Linked DNA regions of Gasterosteus aculeatus: region 1 is linked to region 2. Evidence: chromatin contacts called from public Hi-C data. All regions are on one chromosome and are shown on one strand. Each heading gives the region's core, a stretch centred on a gene start, on an enhancer-like site or on the middle of the called end of the contact. The rest is flanking DNA. Distances are from core to core; before and after follow the strand shown. Region 1 overlaps LOC120808614 (OTU domain-containing protein 7A). Region 2 overlaps LOC120808754 (a long non-coding RNA gene).

Region 1 (5,195 bases), core at 830-3,329, 41 kb after region 2:
TATCTCTTCCTGAGTGCCTACGCACGGGTGCAAAGGACACTATTAATCACGCTATGTGTCAAAATAGTGTTCGTACATGCAAAGGGATGACGCCTTACGTCTCTGAAACAGAATAAGTCCGGCCACACCCAAAGCAAGCACATTTAACACTGCAAGCATGATCTGTTATTTGTATCGGACACCAGTGGTTGCTAAGCAAACACTCTTAAACAGCTGAGTAAATACGTCGCTAATAGCAGCATAAACCACTACACACGTTATAAAATGTCACTGTTGGCTTTGCATCATACGTGTGCGCGCATTTTACACCTTGCAACAGGAAAAGCATGACCAATGCCTGTGGCCCCAGAGAGAGAAACGGCAACGAGAGCAGTGGCATATTCAGCGGAAAATAGAGGGATTTCCTAAAAGGCTCCTACCCCGAAGAATTTAGTCATAATTAAAAACACACAGAGACAAAAAGCAGTTAACCGGCTCCCACTCAGTTCCCACTAAGGGTCATGCGGCAGGCAGCGGAGGTTTGTGAGGTGGCGTCCCGGCTCCCACGATGCAGCTGTCCTCCTTTCACGCCATTCCAAAGTTCTGTGTGTGTGTGTTGTTGTTGTTGTTGTTGTTGTTCCTGCTTGGGCACGGTCCAGATTTTAGGGATTCAACACTGCCAATTGAGCTCCGGGGGACTAAATTGTGCTGAAATGTATTTACTATCCCTGTTGGCGGCCTTGTTTTGTTGTCCTTGAATGACCGACTCCCATAGCTTACGCGCAGATGACATCATCACAGCCCTCCGCGGTATTCAAGCTGTGCACTCAGCAACATACCCGCCAGCCTGCATCGCCTTGCTACATTGGCATCTTTGATTCGGCGGGGGGGGGGGGGCTTAGGTGTAACCTGTGAGGAAACAGCTGTTGGAAATGAGGTGGATAACCTTTCTTAGCATGCGCTTACGTGGTCCGATTGCTTTTTTTTTTTTAGTTACACAAAATGAGCCATCCTGCCTTGTGTCATGAGAGGGGATTCTCTCTCCTCTTGAAAGTGAAATCCTCGAGTGGAAAAAAACTCAACCATTGCAAGCTTATATTCACAGCAGGGACACTGGGCCAATGTTTCCTCTGTTTTTCAGTTCAAGAACAATTTGTACTCAAAAATCCTTGACTTGACTTCACTCTGCAGAGCTGCAGATTTACAAAGGATTGCCTGAGCTTCTTTCAGCCACTGATTTTAACAGAGGAACCATGGTGGTAATTAGAAGAGCATCCTATTCTAAGTAACATGTACAACTGCATCAAGTTTTAATTCTGATAGCCACATTGATTTAATTGCGCCAGCTGCATTTGGAGAAATACACTGGGTGTCTTTGATAGATAGAATAGTGGAACCTGGCCAGACCTGGATGGTTACGCCGCACCGTTATGTAGGTGGTCTTTGTGTAAAAGACGGCCATTTACTTCATTGAAATGGGTGTCAGGGGGTTGATGGTGGGATGCCAAAGAAAACCTGGAAGTGTTTTGGTTCAGCGGCCATAACTTGAAATAGCGCCACAGTTTTTTAGAGGTCCAGTTCCACTCATTCACAGTTTAACCACCGCAGTACAAACAAGCTGATAAAAGACATCGGCAACAGCGCCTACTGAAGAGCCAGTCATCATCACACAGCAGGTGACCAGCAGCAGGATGAAAGCTCCGGGCTAACCTGACTACCTCATTCAGAAAAAAAGACACTTTACGGTTTTGAAAAGATTATTTAGAAATAACCTCTGACTTTACACACCTCTCCTTTTTGTTTTCACTATCCACCATCAATGTAGCCCTAGCAGCCATTCAAGGGGTCAGCAGCAGTGTGATTTAGGGTCAGGTTACTGAGGTGGGGGGGGGACACTTCCTTGTAACCCACCGACGGCCCTACCGACGGCTGAAGAAAGAGCCAGTATTCCAAGCCAGCCTCTGGCACCTGAACACACCAGGGGCCAACGGCCTCTTGGACGCTCTTCGCTGTTGCCGGGGGAAACTGAGACCAAAGGCTCCACCTGAGACGTCCACACACCGGCCTGACTGGAAGCAGAGAGGATGGGTCTGTGTAGGCCCCGCCCCGGGACCCCGTCTATATGTGGTGATGAAGTTAGGGCTTAGGGGCCCGCTGGTGCTCTTCTGTCCTAATTGGCATTGGAAGATTAGATCTGCCCGTCTGTCTGACCCTCTGCCTGTCTGTCTGGTATTCGATCAGTGATATAAGCCCGTATTGTAGCATTTCTTAAAATTCAGAAAGACACACTCGTACCATTATACATCATAATTACCTCTTACATACATAACAGAGGAAAACAAGCCCAGATTTGTATCATTGCGGTGAAATATGAGTCACTACATGACGAACAAATGCACCAAGCTAGGCGTGCAAATGTTTTCAGACTGCAAACAAAACGCACTGTGATCCTATCACAGGACACAGTGTACCAGAATGAAAAAGTACAGTCATGCGATGGTGTAGTGATCTAGCAACAGCCGGTTATTTGGACATATGCACCATCTGGTGGACAAAAGGAGAACCCGATTAGCCACATTAAAACGGCCAAAAGAAGCTGAATAGCTAAGTGGTGTGTGGGGCGGGCTGCCTTTGATGTGCTGCTGGCATTAAAGACAATGACTTCAGGGCTCGGCCTGCAGGTTAGTAATCACGTCTGTCTGCCAGCCTGCAGTGGTTGTGCACAGATTTAATAACCAGGTTGGTGTTAAAACGACGAGAACAGGAAACTCACACGCTCAGAAAAGCACAAGAGGAGGATGAGGAGGACAGGAAGGAAGAAACAGTTTGCATAAGTGTTCGAGGGGGAGAAGGAGGGAGAAAAGGAGCCAGAGGGACGGAGTTGGCCGGCAGCCCACACAAGAGACAAGCGAGTTCTCCACCCACTGAGTCAGATAAAGACGAGTGCCGTGACTACTTAGACTGGTTGTCAAGGAGATCCTCTCTATTTGTCAATTAAAAGGAACTCCATGTGAAGATTGCTCAGGCCTCGAGAATGAGCAACACATCCGGAGTGGGAGCACAACAAGACGAGAACAGTCACTCAAAGCAAACGGAAAGTCGGCATAACACAATCGACGTGTCCTACGCAGCGACATACCACGGACCCCCGTGAGAGAGGCAAACTGCATACGGAAACACGTACTGTAACAAATCTAAAGTCAAACAGTGACCTCGGAGAGAGAAATGTAGACAAACAACACCGTACAATTGAACAATTTGGTGCTCAGTGCGTCCCTGTCGGCCCCTCCCAGGCTCCCACCGTCAACCGGCCTGCTTTAATAATGGATCACAGGTAATTAAACTGCCGTCTCATACATTATTCACCTCGGGCAGACCACTCGCCCTCATTCTTGCGATCAAGCCACTTAAAGTTAAGAGACTGCCTAACTAATGCACGTCGCAGCGGGTGACACTGCTGTCAGGAAACAGGAGGTCAACAAAAAAAAAAAAAAATCGCCTCCTTTTCGTCAAGATTATGCAAGTGTTTTTTTTTGTGACGATGCACAGTTGCGTACCTTGCTCTCGCTGCTGGTCTCTCTGCTCCATGGACACCAATGCGGAGAAGTGAGCCTGATCGTAGGCCAGGACCAGAGGGGAGCAGTGACAGCGGCTCGGGGGGACCTCCAGAGGCAGATAGAGCCCTCCAAACGGGATGGGAGCAAACGCTGGAACGCAACATCTGGTGTCAGCGCTCTGCTCATCCAACCCAATCAGTGCAAGATGCGGTCAGCCTACCTTCTCCCCCCGAGTCTCTGAGCATTGTGTCCGCCACCACTACGATTGGCCTGCGTAACACGTGGGCCAGCACAAACACATGGAACTCCTCCAGACTCTCATAGACCGGATCCTCAGAGTTATCCACCCTGCGAGAGAAACAACGACAACCATGTAACACATTGGGATCATGGGATACTGTGACCGTTTCCTGACTTGGAATTGACTGGTGCAAAAAACATCTGCCAAAACAGTAAATGCCAAGAGCCTGTGTGATCTGACCTGATCCGTTTTGCCCTCTGGCTACCTTAAACAGACTGGTACAAAGATCCGTATGTTCGTAAATGAGATTGAATGAGAGAGGGCAGGAGAGATAAAGAGGGAGGGAGGCTTGAGGCCGAGAGGAAAAGCAGAGGCAGAGCTATCGGGCGTGAGACCACCAGGGAACCAGAGGATGTGCAACAATTAAGTTGTCAGCCACGCAGCCAAATTCACTCTAATAAAGAGCCTCTTAATATGAGAATCCCACTCATTCTATTTAGGGGCTCATCTCGCACCAGGACAATCAAACGTCCCTGAACTGATTACTGTATTAGAGTCTAACTCAGGCAGGTTAAAACTCACCAGAGAGAAGGAGTAAATTGTGGGATATTTTCAGTGATGGAGGGCTTTGATACCGGGCGAGTTAATGCCGGCGAGGACGGCTAATTCCACAGTTATTCAATTGTTTTCAGACGCTGCTGTCCCACTATCAATACAATAGTCTTTGCCTGGTTTCTTACAGGGTTTTTAAATGCACCCTTTACATTTTTTTAACCGCATTTTCCGCAGGCTACCACAACCGGGTTGAATCCCATCTTATGTAAGTCAACAATATTTGAATAAACAGTTGTGTTTTTTTCTCGATCCAAAATAGAGCTGCGATGCCGATCGCCTACAAAACAGAAAGCGTGTGCAACAATTTCAGTGAGAATGGAAACGAGAGACAAACCACCAGGTTTCTGTGCGTAGGAGGAGGAAACTACATTTAGTTTCCAAACTGCCTCAGTAGCTTGTGATAAACCCACTCCTACACTTGTTTACGCAAAAGGTGGGGGTGGGGAAGGGTGGAGGAGACGAACGATTAATACCGATGGCAGCCAGTAGGTGGCACATTCTCACACTGCAGCTTCAGCAATGTTATTAAATCATGCAGTCGATTAAAAAGAGCAACTGTACGAGGGGGAGCAATTAATTGCCACGACGCGCTCATCTTAGTGAGGAGGTCACTCCTGCTTTAATCGGGGGCCTCCTGCGGTGACTCAACGTACGAGCCATTACAGCGCGGCGGGAGAGTGTGATGTGGGACGGGAGCGGTGCGACTCGCCGTGGCTGCTCGGTTTCGTTGGGAACGGAAGACGCGCTGCGTCTCGGGAGGAAGAATTGGGGATGGAACGGGAGGGAAGTGGCTTACCCTCCAC
Region 2 (5,293 bases), core at 742-3,241:
AATTACTTTTGACTGACTTATCTACTCACACGACAAAAGGTGGTGGTAAAGATCACCTTGACAGGCTAAGTGCTTGAACCTCTGGCCTAGACTAGACTCGTCGTGAAAGAAGATGACTACAAACCCTTACTGGAATATTAATCATGAGCATTCGTTTGATGTATGTTTTATGGTGTTTTTTGTAATTACTACAGTGTTATATTTAGGGGCTGGGATGTAGCGGCAGTCTGCCACTTCCTGCGTGTGAGTGTTGGTACTTTTTTAAATTTTGAAATGTAATTAGCATCACAGTCACGTGGGCAGGGGTGCAGTGGTTTATGAATGAGTGTAGGCACCTAGGCAGAGGGATGGTTGTATGGACATGGGGGTGAGTTGGGAGACGATACTTTTTGTTGACCGTATTCTACAGCGCACTTTATTGCATCGTTGCACAGCATGTATCGCTTCGCCTGCTTGGATGTTTTTTAACTTGACTTTCGGACAATAAAATGCCGCACACCACACACTGCAATGACTTGTTTTGCCACCGGCTGACTAAACAATAATTAAACAATTATTTAAAACTACACATTTGTAATCTTTTTAAACTTTGAGATAACCATTTCTACACATGTTGTCGTCGCAGCACGTGTTGGATAACTGAACAGCAGGATTCATGTGGATGAATAAAATCAAAAAGTGGAGCTCACAGAAACACATTGGAACAGTGAGGAAAGAAGGACAGTTTCCACTTCTCTTTATTTCAAACTTAGTGTTGTCCATGAATTATTATTTTTTCCCTACTCCATCCCAACCAAGTGTCTCAACGTTGTCTCCTCCTAAGAATGGATGAGGATAAGGACCATTTCTCCTAGTAAGCAGACACATATGAGCTTTATCCACGGCTGAGGCTTTAGAGATTATTCGGCTCTAGGAGGAGTAATAGCACTCAACGGAGCAGAAAAAACACGTAATATTGTTTTTTAACAACTGATATTGTTTTCAACAAGTCTCGTGTGACCAATGAATATGAAAACTCTTCACTATAAGCGCAACTGTGTGTTGCGTTATATGAACGATGTATGTCACGTCATGGATATCTGTAACATCATTAATGCTGGAGAGAAAAGAAGTTTGGCGCCCTTTGCCGATTTGTAATAGGAGGTATTGGAAACTACAGAATCTTGCCACAACCCAAAGTTGTTGACATTACATAGTTTAACTGAAGATAGATCAAATTGAAAAAAGATCCAACCGGATATGACCATATCTGTGGCAGATGAGGTGTGAGCTTTCCAGTTAGTACTGTAGGAATAGCTCGCCCATGTGCCTGACTCTATGTGGGGGGACGGTGAAGGTACAATTCTGGTAGCAGCAGCAGTATATATCAGCTACATACTGTACCTCAAACACTACAAATCTAAAAGTACTTGGAACAATTCATTCCCAGTTTGCTCCACAGGAGGGCGCTCTGACCTCTTGAACGGCCAAGGAGCTTATAAACGAATGTCTCTCTGACCATGGGGGTCACAGGGCGTCAGTTTGTGTTTTGACTCTATAATTAATTTGTCTCAAAGGTCATAACCTCAGCTAGAACCGGGATAAGAAATCTGCACGCTCGACACAGAGGGAAACATCATGGCATGCTAGTTTCCAGTTTCATTTCAGGCTTCTGCTCTGCTGTATTAAGCTCAATTTACCTTTGGTTGTTTAACATGATAATTTGTCAAAGTCTTGTGTGAATAATGTCATCACATAAGCCGGATGGGATAAAAACAACAGCTGGAAAGCAGGGTGAAACGACTTCCACGTGTGAAACTCGAGAAGCAGACACTCTTCAAGGAAGAGGACGTGTTTCACTTGCTTGGAAAAAAACCTCCTACAACAAACTAGTTTCTTTCGCTTTTGTGTGTGCACTTTTTTTTATCAAGGTAATCAGCCATGACGTACAGTAACAAAACAATAAAAGGTGCGTGTTTCTGACACGGTGAGCGGCCACTGTTTCTCCTTGTTGCTAGGGAAACAGACCACGCCCTCACCTGAGAGCTCGGTTCCCCAGGTGTGTTCGTTCCCTCGGCCCTGCAGAAGAGGACAAACACATTCAACTGATAATGACTAGCACGAAGCTGGACAAAGATGTGTTTAAAAAAGTCACATGTGTACAGGGGGGACAACAACGTGCCACCGATGTGTGAGTGTTGACGCTTCGTCTGTCTCCACAGACCAAATGCACTGCCGAAACGGTCATGTTAGCGCATGTTCCTGCTGCTTTTTGCATTTCCACAGCTCCTTGTGCTCCCCACATAACAACCACGTATGAGGCGTTACACTTGATTTGTATGTCTTTCAACCTCTGGGGGGGGGGGCACGTATATATATATATACATACAGGTAATTTAGCTGACCCTTTTATGAAAAGAGACTTAAATTGCATTTTTAACCCATGGTTTTTACATTTTTGCCCAGGGAGCAATTAGGGAATCGGTGTATTGCTCAGGGACACTTTGACATGGGACATGGGGGAGCCAGGGTTCGAACCACCAACCTTGAGCTTCTCAGCGTACCCTCTCATATGAGATTTCACTCATACACACCAATGAGATTTCACTCACACACACCAGTGAGATGCACACAAGTGTTTCATTAGTACGCGTAGGAGTAAAAGAGTAAAAGTAATGTGCGCGAGAGCATTTCAATAGCGAACGTAAGAGTGTCTCAGTTTCATTAGGATGCGTGAGAGTGTCTCAGTAGTTAAGTCCTAAACGGCTCCTCATACTCTACTCCATGTGCCACCGTCAACCCAATCAATCCCAACAATATATATTGACAGTCACGGACATCAAAAACCTGATGTGCCGTAACCTTAACTCTTAAAGAACACAAAAGAGACATTTGTATTTTTTTGTGTATTTTTGCTGCATTGAACTTCTTCCTACAGTAGTATAAAACATTGTAACAGAATAATTACATTTTTTTCATGTTTGGATTATTTTATAAATATAAAGCTTCATTGTCAGTTACTTTCCAATGGTTTTATTGCTCAATCAGTATTTTTTTAAACCATTCCTTAAGCACTTTTTTCCTATTTACTTAATTTACTGATGCCAAACTGCATTGTGTGTTAAATAGAAATGGAACTGAAATATGTTGACGGTCTGCTGTATCCACGCTGTCAAGCGGAGCAGACGCGTAATTCAAATATGTACTCTTCTCACGTTAAAAACGACATGGCTTCTTCTTGTCAAAACAAAAATTCTGGTTTTCAAACATGTTTTAATGAGCAGGTAATATAAGTGAAATGTGTGTAAAAGTCACACAAAAGTCTTTTCAAGGTAAAGGAGGAAGCCCCCTGTGTCACGAGTCTCTCAGAAAAAGGATGTTTACAATGTCTGGAGCTCAGGAGGGGCCAGAATGTGGTGACGGGTAAATAGGCAGCAGTGTTGAGCGAGGTCCCGACTTACGAGGATATCACTGCTGTCGTCTATGTGTGTATAGGAGTGGTCCCCTCTCTACTCTCCTGTCAGCACAAAATGGATTTTAAGGTAATTGGGCGTGGCAGACCAGATCCACTTGTGGAAACAGCTTCACTCATGAGCACCAGAGTAGTCTTGTGCACCCCCCCCCTGGCTGTCCGCTTCAGCTCGGACTGACTCGTTGCACACCACAAGAGCAAGACTGTTCCTGGAAACCTGTCCCCCGGGAGAAATGCATTCCATGAACCTCTCGCGTGCCGCCGCTGAACGGCCAGCCAGCGTACTTATCTCTATTTCGCTCCTCAGATAGCACATGCTCGCTTAAGTCCTTTTCAGCGTTGACCTGGTGCCCACAAAAAGGTTAACAGGGAATCCATGCGCTGCAGCGGGGCTGTAAAACGGGTCTCTCCTGACCTTCAGGAAGGTACTCCAACCACTCACTCCATTTCTCAGTGTGTCATAGTGTAGTGAATAGAGCAGTTTCATAAACGTACACGTTTGTGTTTGCAGTGTTGGAGGAGGAAGAGGGGGGGGGCACGTAAGCCTTTCCCAGGGAGCAGTGGAGCAGATCTTACTCGGTGGAGGAGGGGCTGTTGAGTCCCGGGCTCAGCTGCATAAACCGGAATCCGCTGACCGTCCACCATCCAACCATCAACATGTGGGATTCACTCACAAAGGCCTGATTTCCCACCGCTTTTCCTAATCGTTTTGAGGGACTGACGGTGGATTTGATCAGAGGGAGAGTTGCCCTCCAGTAGCACTCGGGAGATGTTGTAGACAGACGCAGACAGCTGGGCAGACAGAAAGCACAAAACTGCTGATCAACACTTTTGCACTGGGAACTGAAGGCACATCACGCAGTTGTCCCCTAGCTGGACCACGACCACAGCTTAACAGATGTCAGAATCTGCCGTTTAAAAAAGAAATCAATAGTCATTGCTATGCTTGCTTCATTATCTCAGCAACCAAACTGAGCATTGTGAGCCAAAAACAGTCAATATTTTGGGTACTTCATCTGAGCCACATACCATGACGGAAACACATCAGGAAGCAATGCGCTCCGACTGTTCTCTTATGCTCTCAACCGACTGAAACTGCAGGATCTATCGCATTGGAGATATTTATACGGCCAATGTTCAGAACCACCAAAACACAAAGATGTCATATTTGAGTGTAAAGCCATATTGTTTCATCAAAATCAGATCACGTTGCTCAGACACACTTCAGCAGTTGAAATTGTTCTCTTTTACAGAGCCGACCTTTACAGTGACAGAATTAGTAACATGCGTGGGAATTCATTAACAGGCGTTACAAATCCACTGTTACCAAATGACATTGTCAGAAGACAAAGCTCTACAATGGTGACAAGATTGCCTTATCAATGTAAGCAGGAGACAAAGAGTCAGTGAGGGTCTCGTATCCTCATTGATTGGTCCAGGGTGAGTTAGAAACCATAAAAGCCAAAGTCAAAGCAAGATGACAAGCGAGTGCTGATCATATTGTTATCTAGGGGCTCTTTCCTGTGACTGTAATTAGATCAGTAGATGATCTGGAACTTTGTGTTGGGAGACTAAGCAAACTTCTTCATTCGAGAGACGTATTGTCGAGAAAAACCTCATCAGCTGTGTTGCAGCCAGACCTATGAATGTGTGACATTTGAGGATGTCAAATCCAGAACACGGCCAATAATTATTGAATTACAGAAAGTCATTGCACTAATCATTAACTTTACCAAACTCGGACATCGTTCAAGCACATGTTCCAAGTGTTATTCAAGACCTTCATTCTGAGTTCTGAATAAAAGCTCCTTCCTGAGCTGCATGTACAAGCTGCTCACTTGC

What was found. Hi-C and Micro-C count contacts between places; a contact is called where the count stands out from the background.
Region 1: a Hi-C map of skeletal muscle shows a contact between it and region 2, with 7 times the contacts expected there. The contact joins two enhancer-like sites. A contact is called at or near these places in 6 of 6 Hi-C or Micro-C datasets (blood and trunk muscle, liver, skeletal muscle and 2 more).

The regions. Positions count from the first base shown.
Region 1 is chrX:13,238,917-13,244,111 of fGasAcu3.hap1.1, forward strand. LOC120808614 (OTU domain-containing protein 7A) reads right to left here. Exons shown (of 13, transcript XM_078082813.1): 8 at 5,189-5,195; 9 at 3,757-3,884; 10 at 3,537-3,686. Among protein-coding and RNA genes, the nearest start is that of LOC120808613, 21 kb to the right of the region's middle. Within about 2 kb of position 2,080, at least 1 of the 9 cell types and tissues checked has open chromatin away from gene starts, as enhancers often do.
Region 2 is chrX:13,197,895-13,203,187 of fGasAcu3.hap1.1, forward strand. LOC120808754 (a long non-coding RNA gene) reads left to right here. Exons shown (of 6, transcript XR_013451157.1): 6 at 1-566. Among protein-coding and RNA genes, the nearest start is that of LOC120808754, 9.0 kb to the left of the region's middle. Within about 2 kb of position 1,992, at least 3 of the 9 cell types and tissues checked have open chromatin away from gene starts, as enhancers often do.